Linked DNA regions of Dromaius novaehollandiae: region 1 is linked to region 2. Evidence: chromatin contacts called from public Hi-C data. All regions are on one chromosome and are shown on one strand. Each heading gives the region's core, a stretch centred on a gene start, on an enhancer-like site or on the middle of the called end of the contact. The rest is flanking DNA. Distances are from core to core; before and after follow the strand shown.

Region 1 (4,998 bases), core at 1,050-3,549, 160 kb after region 2:
CAGAAACAAGGAAACCTGCATTTGTGTGAAGATTGAGATTCCATTCACATTTTCCAAGACCTAAAAAGGTTGCCAAAGCTTGAGCTTCCTTCCTCAGGGGTATTCAAGAATCTCATCTGCCCACTCATCTTAATTTTATTTAATTTAAATCTTAGAAGGGTTCTATCCCTCTGGCTAGCAGCTTGAGAAACTTTGCTGGAAGGGAGAGGAGAGAGTCATTTATGCACTGAGATCACAATGAGCCTGTTTGCTTGGGAAACAGCTTAAAAATAATTGTTCTCTCAAAGAACTGTGAGAATAGAAAAAGTATCTCTTTTCCTATAGGTCAGTTTCTGATAATACATTATAGATGTGAACTATCTGATAAATATTTCCAGTCTTCATTTTTAAATTATTTTTATTTTATAGGGTGGTCTGAAAAGCATGTTAAAAATTTGACTTTGTTGTGAACACAAGTCAGACTGATTAAAATGGGATAAACTGGGGCAGACAAGTAATAGCCTAAAAAAAGTGCTACCAGCTGAGGCTGGCTGACCTTTGTATATGATAAGCTATTAACTTTCACCCAGGTCTTCTTCCCTCTGCCTGTTTAACCCAGTAACTTTCTGACCTAAAGTATTGGGAGGAGGGTGGGTTAGCTAGCTTTGAAATGAATGTGTGACTTCACTTCTGCCTTGGATGATCTTTCCTGATGGTCAGTAACTATTACTATTAAATAGCTTCCCATCAGCTCACAGGCTGACTGCATGTCCGAGTTAAATTGCGCTGCTGAACATACCCAAATGACTCAGTCCCCTCTATGTTCTTTGGGTAGCTGGGGCTCTTTAAAAGAAGTTCTCTGTAGTCTTTGAGTCTTTGGGGTTTTCTGTTTTCCTCTGCCTCTGACTTGCTTGTAAAAACAGGAATGCCTGAGTTTACTTTGCATTCCTGTTTGTGCTTCTCAAAAATAAAGCCACCTTGCTACTCTCCTAATTTCCTCTTTGCCAGATAAGCTGTCAGGGAGTTTGTGTCCATTTGTTTGTTTAATGGTTTAAGTTGATGGCCTGAATGCCCCGTTTCAAAATTACCTCACTGGGGAAATAGGTCCCTTCTTTCTGTGGATGTGGTGTGTTCCACTGAGCAGGTGCATAGTTCACTTAAATTGTCCTGATCATATTGGCATTATAACCGTAATATTATAAATACTATTACATTGTAACGATTATAACATGAACATTTTGTGATTTTTTTCATACAAAAATACTATGTAGTGTTGAAATAGTTGCAGAGCAGTCATAATAACCTTACATAACTTCTGATGGAAATATTTAGATATCTGCTCCTGCCCACCTGCCCCAGCACGCTCTCAGCGAAAGACACTTCTTCCCTTGGCTGTCGCTGTTGGCTGGTAGTTTCACGCTACCCCTTTGCCGTTCATAATCCAAATCCCCCCCGCCTTTCGCCTGTTAAAAATAACTAAGCCCCGCGTCACGGCCGCACGCCGGAGGACGGCCCTCGCTGGCCCGGGGGCGCCGGCTGCGTTGTGCTGTGCGGCGGCGGCCCCTGCCGGGCGGAGGGAGGCGCCGCGCGGCGGCGTCGGACGGCTCCGCTCCCCCCCCGCCCCCCCGGCCAATCAGCGCCCGACTCCCCCCGCTCAAATCCTCCTTCCGCCGCCCGCGTGGGGTGTTTTCTGGGTTCCCGCGCGTGGCAAGGTAGCGGCCGTTGGTGCTGCGCGCCGGCGGCCGGGGCGGCGCTCGCCTCCGGCCATGCCCGGCCTCGCGCCCGCCGCGGGGCGGCTTGAAGCCCTGCAGGGCGATCTCCTCCGCGGGACGCTGACTCCCTTGCGCGGCTGGGCCGTCGCCCGGCGGTGCCGGCTTGGCCCCTGCAGCTGCCTTGCCAGGCTGACGGTGCTTCGGCTCGCTGAGGCCAAGCCGGCACCTTGGCCTCGGTGCCAAAGGGCTGGCCGCAGGCCGGGGCTGTACCTGGAGGCAGAGGCCTGAGGGGCCGAGCTCCCGACAGCTGGGGGTGTTCAGCCTTTTGGGGAGTGGTGGGTACGGGTGGTGTCCCCAGCTCTTCCAAGTGCATGAGGATAGTGCCCAGCTGAGGCAGTTGGTGTCCTTTGGCTTGTGTATTTCTTTAATATAACCCAACTGTTTGGTCTTTAAGGTTCCTTCATACTCCTAAACTTCTTATGAGGACCTTATTTTCTTAAGAAGTGTTTGCTTGTGTACAGATTAACCAGATCCCTGTTTCAGTCTTTGTATATTTTTGCCTGTTCTTTGAGAAAACTGTGCCTTTTTTTTCTTACAAGTTCCTCAGCACAGAGCAATGGATGATGAGGGGAAAAACTATGTCTCTGCAGAAGAATCTGATATGTTGGAATCAGTTTCTTTTCTGGACTTTGGGGGAAAACCCTCACCTATGGAGTCAACAGTATTGCCTAATACAGAGGAGCAGGAGGTGTGGATGGGTTTTGGAATATGTCTTTTAATTATGCTTCTTTTTCAAGCTTTGATTCTGGAAAATACATCTTCAGTAAGAACATATCTTTTCCCCTTGCCTTGAAGATATGTTTGATTGTTCTGCTTATTTCTCACTGTTTACAAATGGATCATGTCCAGTAGCAAATACTGTTGTCCTAGGCTTTTGAGAAGGAAGTAAAGAATTTCAGTACTTGCACTGAATGTATTGGTACCCTGTTGTTCTGGTTAGCAAGCTAAAAAGGTTATAGGTCCTTGTTGAAAGCCTCTTAGATGCTTGGTAATAAAAATCTATAATACTGCATACTTTTATGTTCAGTGGAGCGCTGGTCACGGCAGGGCTCTAGAAAAGTCTGGTAAATCTGTCTGCTACGTGAACAAGTTGCCAAAGTAGAGACATCTGAGCTCTGAGAAAGGAAGGAACGCTGGGATAGCTGTAAAAATCTCCCACTATTATCACTGCACCTAGATGGGGAGACCTTTGCACAACAGGAACCGGACGGAAAAGCCTATCTTAGTAACCAGAAACCTTTTTGTGATTGTTCCTGTGCAGAATGTGAGGGGTTAGTGACTGGATGGTAAAAATGCAGTAATATGAAGGTAAAAAGGTGTTGATCTATTAACTGAACATGCTCTGTACAAAATGGAAGTACAGAGCTGCAGAGCAGCTATTAGAAAATACAGCTTGAATTCAGTGCACGTGGTGACCAGAAGGTGGAAGCAGTGCAGTTTAATCCTCCAATAACATGCTCTTTTTAAATCATTGGTCGTCATACAAAAGAACACTAATGGGGGGAGGCAAAGGGGAGCTTGAATGAAAAACAGATTACTTTAGGACACCAGGCGGTCAAGAAACAAATGACAGCTTAGGGTATGATGTTTACAAGGAAGGAGAAATAGAGGCAGTAAGATAGGAAATACTGTATCACAGATGTATGCTGATAAATGATTTTGGGGGAGTTCAATTTTAAAAGTGACAGTTATAACACTTTTTTCTTTATGAATAGGCATATCAACCTTTGAAAGTCTTCTTGAGAGTGAGGCCCTTTTCTGTAGCAGAGCTTGAAAACCATGAATCTCAGGTTAGTTGTAGAGTCAAGTTATTCTTCTCCCCTGAAGAACTACTTGTATTGTAAGGTGGGATTTCCTTTTATAAAAGCAATGTTTGCTACTTCTAAATAGAGTTAGTGGATGCTTGGGTAAACGTGACTTTTTTAATTGAAGCTTTTAATAATTTGCCTGGTACACACGTACTCGCACACACTGCCCCCTACCTGTCGTTCTGCAAAACTTCTTTGGTACCTTATTTAAAAATTGGTGTCACTCTTGGCTCTGTGCAGTGCTTGAGTAACAAAGGGGTATCGTGCAAGAGATCATGCACTTTGAGGCGTAATTCAGGTTTTTGACCCTTGAGTTCCTTTGGAATGTCTGAATGGGTAAATGCCTTGTTCTTTCAATTTGTTCTATAACCTCTATGGTTTTTTCTGTCAGTTTTAGATGCTTCAATATTTTGTGCATACATGCACTCACGCGCACACACGAGTACTCCAGTTTTCTTCCCATCGTGAACACTGATGAAAAGAATTCGTTTGGCTTTCCTCAGAATACAAGTCTACTGCAGTGTATCTTCTATCTGTCAGCCCTGATCATTGATGGACTTCTTTTTGCTGACCCATTTGAAGAAGGAATTAATATTGGTTTTGATCCTTTAGCTGATTTGCGTCTTGAGATTTGCTTGATGTGTGTGTTCCCCTCCCATGTGTAGTTGTCATCTTGCATTTAATCTGCCAAAGTTGGAACCTTTTTATTTTCTTCACTTGGGTGCTTTTTCCAGAATCCATTTACCTTTCTTCAGGCCTTTCTCGTTCAGCAGTACGGCCTGGCACACTGTTTCCAGGATGGAGTCATTCAGCAATCTGAGGTGATTGTAAGGATAAACTGATCTACAAAATCAAATTGTTCTACAAGTTGCTTCTTTCTCATTCTTCTCTGGAATGGAAAACTTCTGAATACCCTACCGTTAATGAAACTACTTGTATGTTCTTAAAAGTGAGGGATGTGAATATCTGTAATTTGCAGTAAGTTTCTTAAAACTCTTGCTTTCAGGTAGTTCTTCATAAAATAGTTGATCTTGCAACACATTAGTGGTATATATTGATTTTTGCACTGCATGAAGGCTTTCCTTCTCAGCCTCCAAAAACTCTGAATTGGTCTGCAAGGTAATTCTTCAACATCTTGTACGTTTTCCATTACTGATGAGCTTAACTATCACCTGAATCCATTAGGAAGATGCTTAGTAACAAACAGAAAAAACTTCTAATGTCTGTAATGGAGAGCTCAACTTAATTCTTTTGTTCTTTCTTCTCCCTGCCATACCTAATTTTCAGGAAACCATTTTTCCTCCAAATACGTAGCACATCAAAAAAAAAACCCACCTCATTTTAGTTGTAGTTTGATGCTTTAAATGGAGGCACTCCACAAGTTAACTCAGCTATTGTTGCTTACAGAGACAATGACTTAAGCAAGCAAGGCAAAAGTG
Region 2 (5,353 bases), core at 272-2,771:
AACACATAATAATAATACCTTGTGTTTGCATGGCACCGTAAGCAATGGTCATAACCACTAAAAAAAAGTATTCCTGTGCAGACACAGTTTGTACTTATTTATATAAGAAGAAATACGTAACACGGAAGTTTGTTTGCTCTGACAAGTCCTTCATGAAACTTTGACAGGAATCTCTGTCACCAGGTTTCCAAAACCCTGTTTTTCTTTTAAGTGCTTACAATTCTGTTAATCATTGAAATGGCTTACAATTTAAGTGTTATATATTTTTAGGTTTCTGTTGCGTAAGTAGCTTTCTTATGAAAGGTAGGAGATTAAAATACAGACATTATCTTTATTTAGTTTTATTGTCTCATTAGTATTAGGTTTTGCACTTTCCTATCAGTATGACAAATACTTTTTTAGCTGGGGAATTAATTTGATTTTATTTATTTGTTTAGTCTGCCTAAGAGCTTTTGTCATGGACAAGGAAGCTTTGTAAGCTGCATAAAAAACTGGGATCTGATGGAGGAAGTAGAGGCTGGTATTCATTGGACAAGGGATTTGGGACCGAGCACAGAAGAAAATTGGGGGCGTTTTTGCAGGGTTTGGGCCTCAAACATAAGAACTTGACTACGGCATGAGAAAAATGTTGAGTGTTCACAACTTGTATGTCACACCCTACGACAGTATTTCAAATGTTCAAATGGCAGAACCAAATGCATTTGAAGGAAAGGGTGTGTTTACTTTTTACCCATTTACACGTTGTTCAAAGAAGCAGGTGTCAGGGTCACATCAGGACCAGCTCACATCATGGGAACTAGGCTCTCAGCTCTGTTCTGCTCAGCTTTGCAAAAATTCTTTATACCTCACTTATTAGCATGGCATTAGAAAATCATTCCAAGATATATTAAGCAGCATGACTTGCTTGTTGCATGCTGTTTGTCCTCTCATCTTCTTCCCAAGGGGAGATGCTTGGGCAGTGAAGTGTTGTCTTTTGGTAGGGTTGGTTTGTTTATAAATATTTATGTTGCTTCAGTGTTTTTGCTAGAGAAAGTCAAATAATTGTGTCTTGTACACAATTGGAAAGTCAGGTTTGCAACTGTCCTTATTTCCCAGGATATTTATTTCACAATTTCAGAGTGGCCTCCAAGAACATTCTGTCTTCTTGATAGACAACTTTTATGACAGCATTTATCCCTACTAAGGTGGAGACTGGGAGCAGGGGGAATGCTCTACAGGGACAGGCGTAGCTGTCAGCACAAGGCTCTAGATGTTTTTTGGTTATTGCGGGAAACCCCGCTGTGATGAGACGGACAAAACTTGGGTTTGACTTCTTTACAGGAAGAGAATGTAGACAGCCGAGGACAGATCTGATATACTCAAAATAAACAGCATGGCTGAGGGCTTTTTATTCTAGGTGGATTGTTCTAAGTGCTGAAAAGTTTGGTGACCAAATATATCAGACTCTTGTAGTCCAGCCAGGAAGCAAGTGAAGCATGAATAACTGAGTAACGTGTCACTGTCTGCCAGCATGGGATAGGGTCTTCTAGCCAATCAAAGCTCATAGTAAGCATTACTCATGGGTAATGCTATGTCTGAACTTAGCACAATCAAGGAATGCACAATCGAGGAATGCAAGAGGAATTCTAAATTATGGATTCAGTTGATCAATTACAGATGTGGATCGACTAACTCCAAAGTAGACTGCATTTTGCACTCCACAGAAAGGCTTTCCTCACTTCCTGATTCTTGCATGGATTCTGTTTCACACAGCTGTTTTCCATCCTTGGGCTAACTTTGTCCAAGTACAGAGCCAACAGGACAAAAGCAGGATGGTTGTATGGAGTAACTAATAGATTGAGCAGTTCATCACCTACCTCTTTCTAGTATCTGAGTCCATGCCACCTGACCATTTGAGGCTGACAAAATAAAAGACCCAAGAGAGATCCTTCCTGAACTCTACATGTGAGCAGTGTGTTGGTAGTTAGCAATTATTCATCACTGCAAGCTTGCAGGAAGGACTCAGAACAGCTTAGCACATTGTCCGTAATCCTTCCCATTTCTCTCAGAGGAAACAGCATATTCTCATGCTTGAGCATGTCAAGGGCTGTGGGAAGATGTGGGAGGGTGGGAATGGACTGACAGACTATTTCTCTATCTAAAGTCATTTCCATTAACAGTAGCAGAATTTAGCCACTCAAGCTAAATGGCTTTGTAGGTCTATGTCCAGGCCTGAGGCCAGGTAATCCCATCTCTTCTGTAGAGTAGGTGCTGCCTGTTGAAACCCACACTGGGCTGGCATGTAGTCCCCACCTCAGCACTATAACATCTGCTATTTTATTTTCCGCAGTTAATTGATCACAATGAAGACTGAAGATTTAGTGACCTGAACAGTTAAATACAATATGCCTGTCGAGATTAATTTTTCCATTTTTTTCCAGCCACAGCACTCCTTTACTTTATTATTCACAGCACGGAACAAACTGGTGTTTGGTCAAAACAGAAGCTTGGTAACAGTGCTTTGCATTTTGCACATCTTTGTTGCAATAGAATAGGAAAGAGTAATAATTTCTGGTAACCAATGAGAAGCAGACTGTGTGTAACCACTCAGGATGGAAAAATGTAAGTTATATCAGCAATATTCCTTGATTGAGGAAACTGTGAATGGTAGATGTACAATGCATATACTGTTGCAATTCTGTTATAAGATTATCAAAGCAGTAGAAAGAAAAGCAAACAAATCATATATTCCACAAATATTCTTTCTCCATGTTTTTATGTGTCCATTGTCATTCATAGCATTCAGTATATCTCTACCTATACTAAGCAGAGGCACTATCTGTTCCTGTAAATGACTGGTGCTGGTAATGCAGAATAAAGATAGAATGTCATGTATTTTTGGAAAACTATTATATTACCTTGCAGATCTACTGCCTCTTCTTTGAAGGAATCAATAAGCACGTGAAAATGGAGATCCAGTAGACATAGTCTATATAGATTCATAAAAGACATCTGACAAGATTACAGAAAATAACACTAACAAAAACTAACAGGAAAGCCACCATGTGATTAATAGTTGTTTAAAAAAATACTCCAAGATGTAGGAATAAATGTCAATTATCACAGACTACACAGAAAATCTTTAGAACCTGTGCTCAGACCTGATCTGTTCACTATATCCAGAATGACCACAAAAAGGTGCGACTTGGAAGATCACACAGTTTGCTGGTGGTGCACGTAAAAATGAGTTGGGCTGACAATGAAGAACTGCAGAAGAACCTCAAGAGATTGAGTGACGAGGTAGCAAAATAGCAAAGGATATTACATTTATGTAGACAAATGTAAAATGATATATATGGAAAAAACAATCCTAACTTTGCCTACAAATGTAATGATGGACCCAAGCTGTCCATAAAAAGGTAGTTACATGAAAATGCCAACCCAGTATTAAGTAATGGTATAAAAATGAAAGGAAATATTATGAACTATTAGGAAATGAATACTGAACAAGACAAAAATAACATCACTGTGTAAAATCAGTATAAGTGTATTATGAATACCAAGTGCATGACTGAAAGGTCATAGCAGAAATAAAAAGGTAGAGAGAAACCTAGCAAGGATCATTTTTGAACCATAGAATAGTCTTCCTATAAAGAACAGTTAAAATAGATTAGGATTACTAAACCTGGTGAAGAGACAGCTGGAAATATGATAAGAGGTCTACAGAGTAAGGGTGGCATGAAGAAGGAGAATAGAGAATCTTTGTTCTCTGTTTCACCAATAAAAACACTGGGAGACTAGGAAAAAAGTGCACTGCAGATACAATCACGAATATCATTACAGCCTGTGTGGCATCAGATGGACAGCTGCAAGCTCTTGAATTAATCTTAGACAGTAGAATGGCAGTTTTAATGGTAGCTGGATCTGTTTGTGACACTTCAGTGCTTTCCACTGACTGAATCTGCTTTATGCCTAGAGAGGTACCTGAGAAAACAGATCCTCTCATTTGGCTGCTTGCACATACATACGACTTTTGATGCAGGTTGCGTACTAAATGCATGGTACATAATCACTATGAGGCAAAGATTTTTGTGCTGCAACAAGAATGCAGATAATAAATAGGATGTCAATTGGCTCAGGTCTATAAAGTTAAAATCTCTTCCCCTCAAAAATGGGGCAGCTTCATTGATACTGCCTGCAAGGAACTGTCCCTGTCCTGTACTATCCTCAAACAATAGCCACACATTCTTTGAGAGAGCACTGACTGGTAAGGACAAAAAACACATCAGGGAGGACACTAATAATTCAGCAGTGTGATGGGAGAGTGCTCAAGCACAAGTCATTTGCATTGCTTCTTTACTAGGACAGATGTAGCCACTCACAGATGAAAAGAAAACCAACAGTATTTATCTTTACACAGACTTAGGGGAACCAGACAAGGCTGATTACTTCCTTCTTGCAATTCCTGGGCACTTGCTGTAGAACCATTTGAGAAAACTCACAGTGCAGAAGTGTTTTCTATTCTTGTTTGTGGAGTAGGTATTAGCAAGTAACTGGGATGAGGACTGTAGGGGCTTCATAGACATTTTTGTCTTAAATTTGTGCCATATGGATGTCTACCAAAAGCCAAAGAATGATAGCAATGATTCTTTGCAACCATCCGTGGAATACTCCAGTCATTTCCAGCGTGAAGCAGGACATCGAACCAATCATGCCCTTTCCTTAACAGAAATAAGACCAGATCTTGAGAGTATTGTTGCAATTAGAAAAGCCCTTCTAGTAAAAGAAGTACAAGTTTTGAAATCTTTTTCACATGTCATCATATTATGCAAACTGTTAATGTTAAACTGTTTGTCACTTGTAGAACATGAATAGTATTATTTTATGAAATTCATCTCGAGCTATTGCTGACAAGCTAGTTCAAAATGGAAGAGCTCTGATCATAACATAGTCCATTAAATTAACAGTTTCATGCTGTTTTATTGACAACTGTGACTACTGACTTCTACCTCGAACTGTGAACATAGAGTCCTGTTTAGACAAATTCAAGAGAACACCGGTGAGAAGGTGCATTGTTTTTACTTCACCAGCTACAAAAGCTGCTGATAAGGAACCATGTCTTTGCATATGGGCTACATAAAATTACCTTTTCCACCATAAATTCAAACAGTGAATAAAATTCAGTCCTTTTGTGACATTGTTAATGACAAGTTCAGATGAAGGCAAGGTGAATTAACAGATCGGTCAACAGTTACAATATCATTTAGATGGCACATGCAAAATGAACGCAAATTGTGATGACTTAATGTAGACTTCACCTGTCCTTGCTTTCAGCTGATGATTGCACAGAAAATGGCTTAGAAGCAGAAGCATA

The links. A called contact is a pair of places that touch in the nucleus more often than the background predicts.
Region 1: a Hi-C map of blood shows a contact between it and region 2, with 2.7 times the contacts expected there. The contact joins the promoter of LOC112981615 here to the enhancer-like site in region 2. A contact is called at or near these places in 4 of 4 Hi-C or Micro-C datasets (blood, brain, liver and 1 more).

What each region holds. Positions count from the first base shown.
Region 1 is chr2:135,120,902-135,125,899 of bDroNov1.hap1, forward strand. LOC112981615 (kinesin-like protein KIF20A) reads left to right here and starts at 2,300. Exons shown (of 18, transcript XM_026097410.2): 1 at 2,300-2,439; 2 at 3,467-3,541. The coding sequence starts at 2,308.
Region 2 is chr2:134,965,295-134,970,647 of bDroNov1.hap1, forward strand. No RefSeq gene overlaps it. Among named protein-coding and RNA genes, the nearest start is that of SDR16C5, 33 kb to the left of the region's middle. Within about 2 kb of position 1,522, at least 2 of the 2 cell types and tissues checked have open chromatin away from gene starts, as enhancers often do.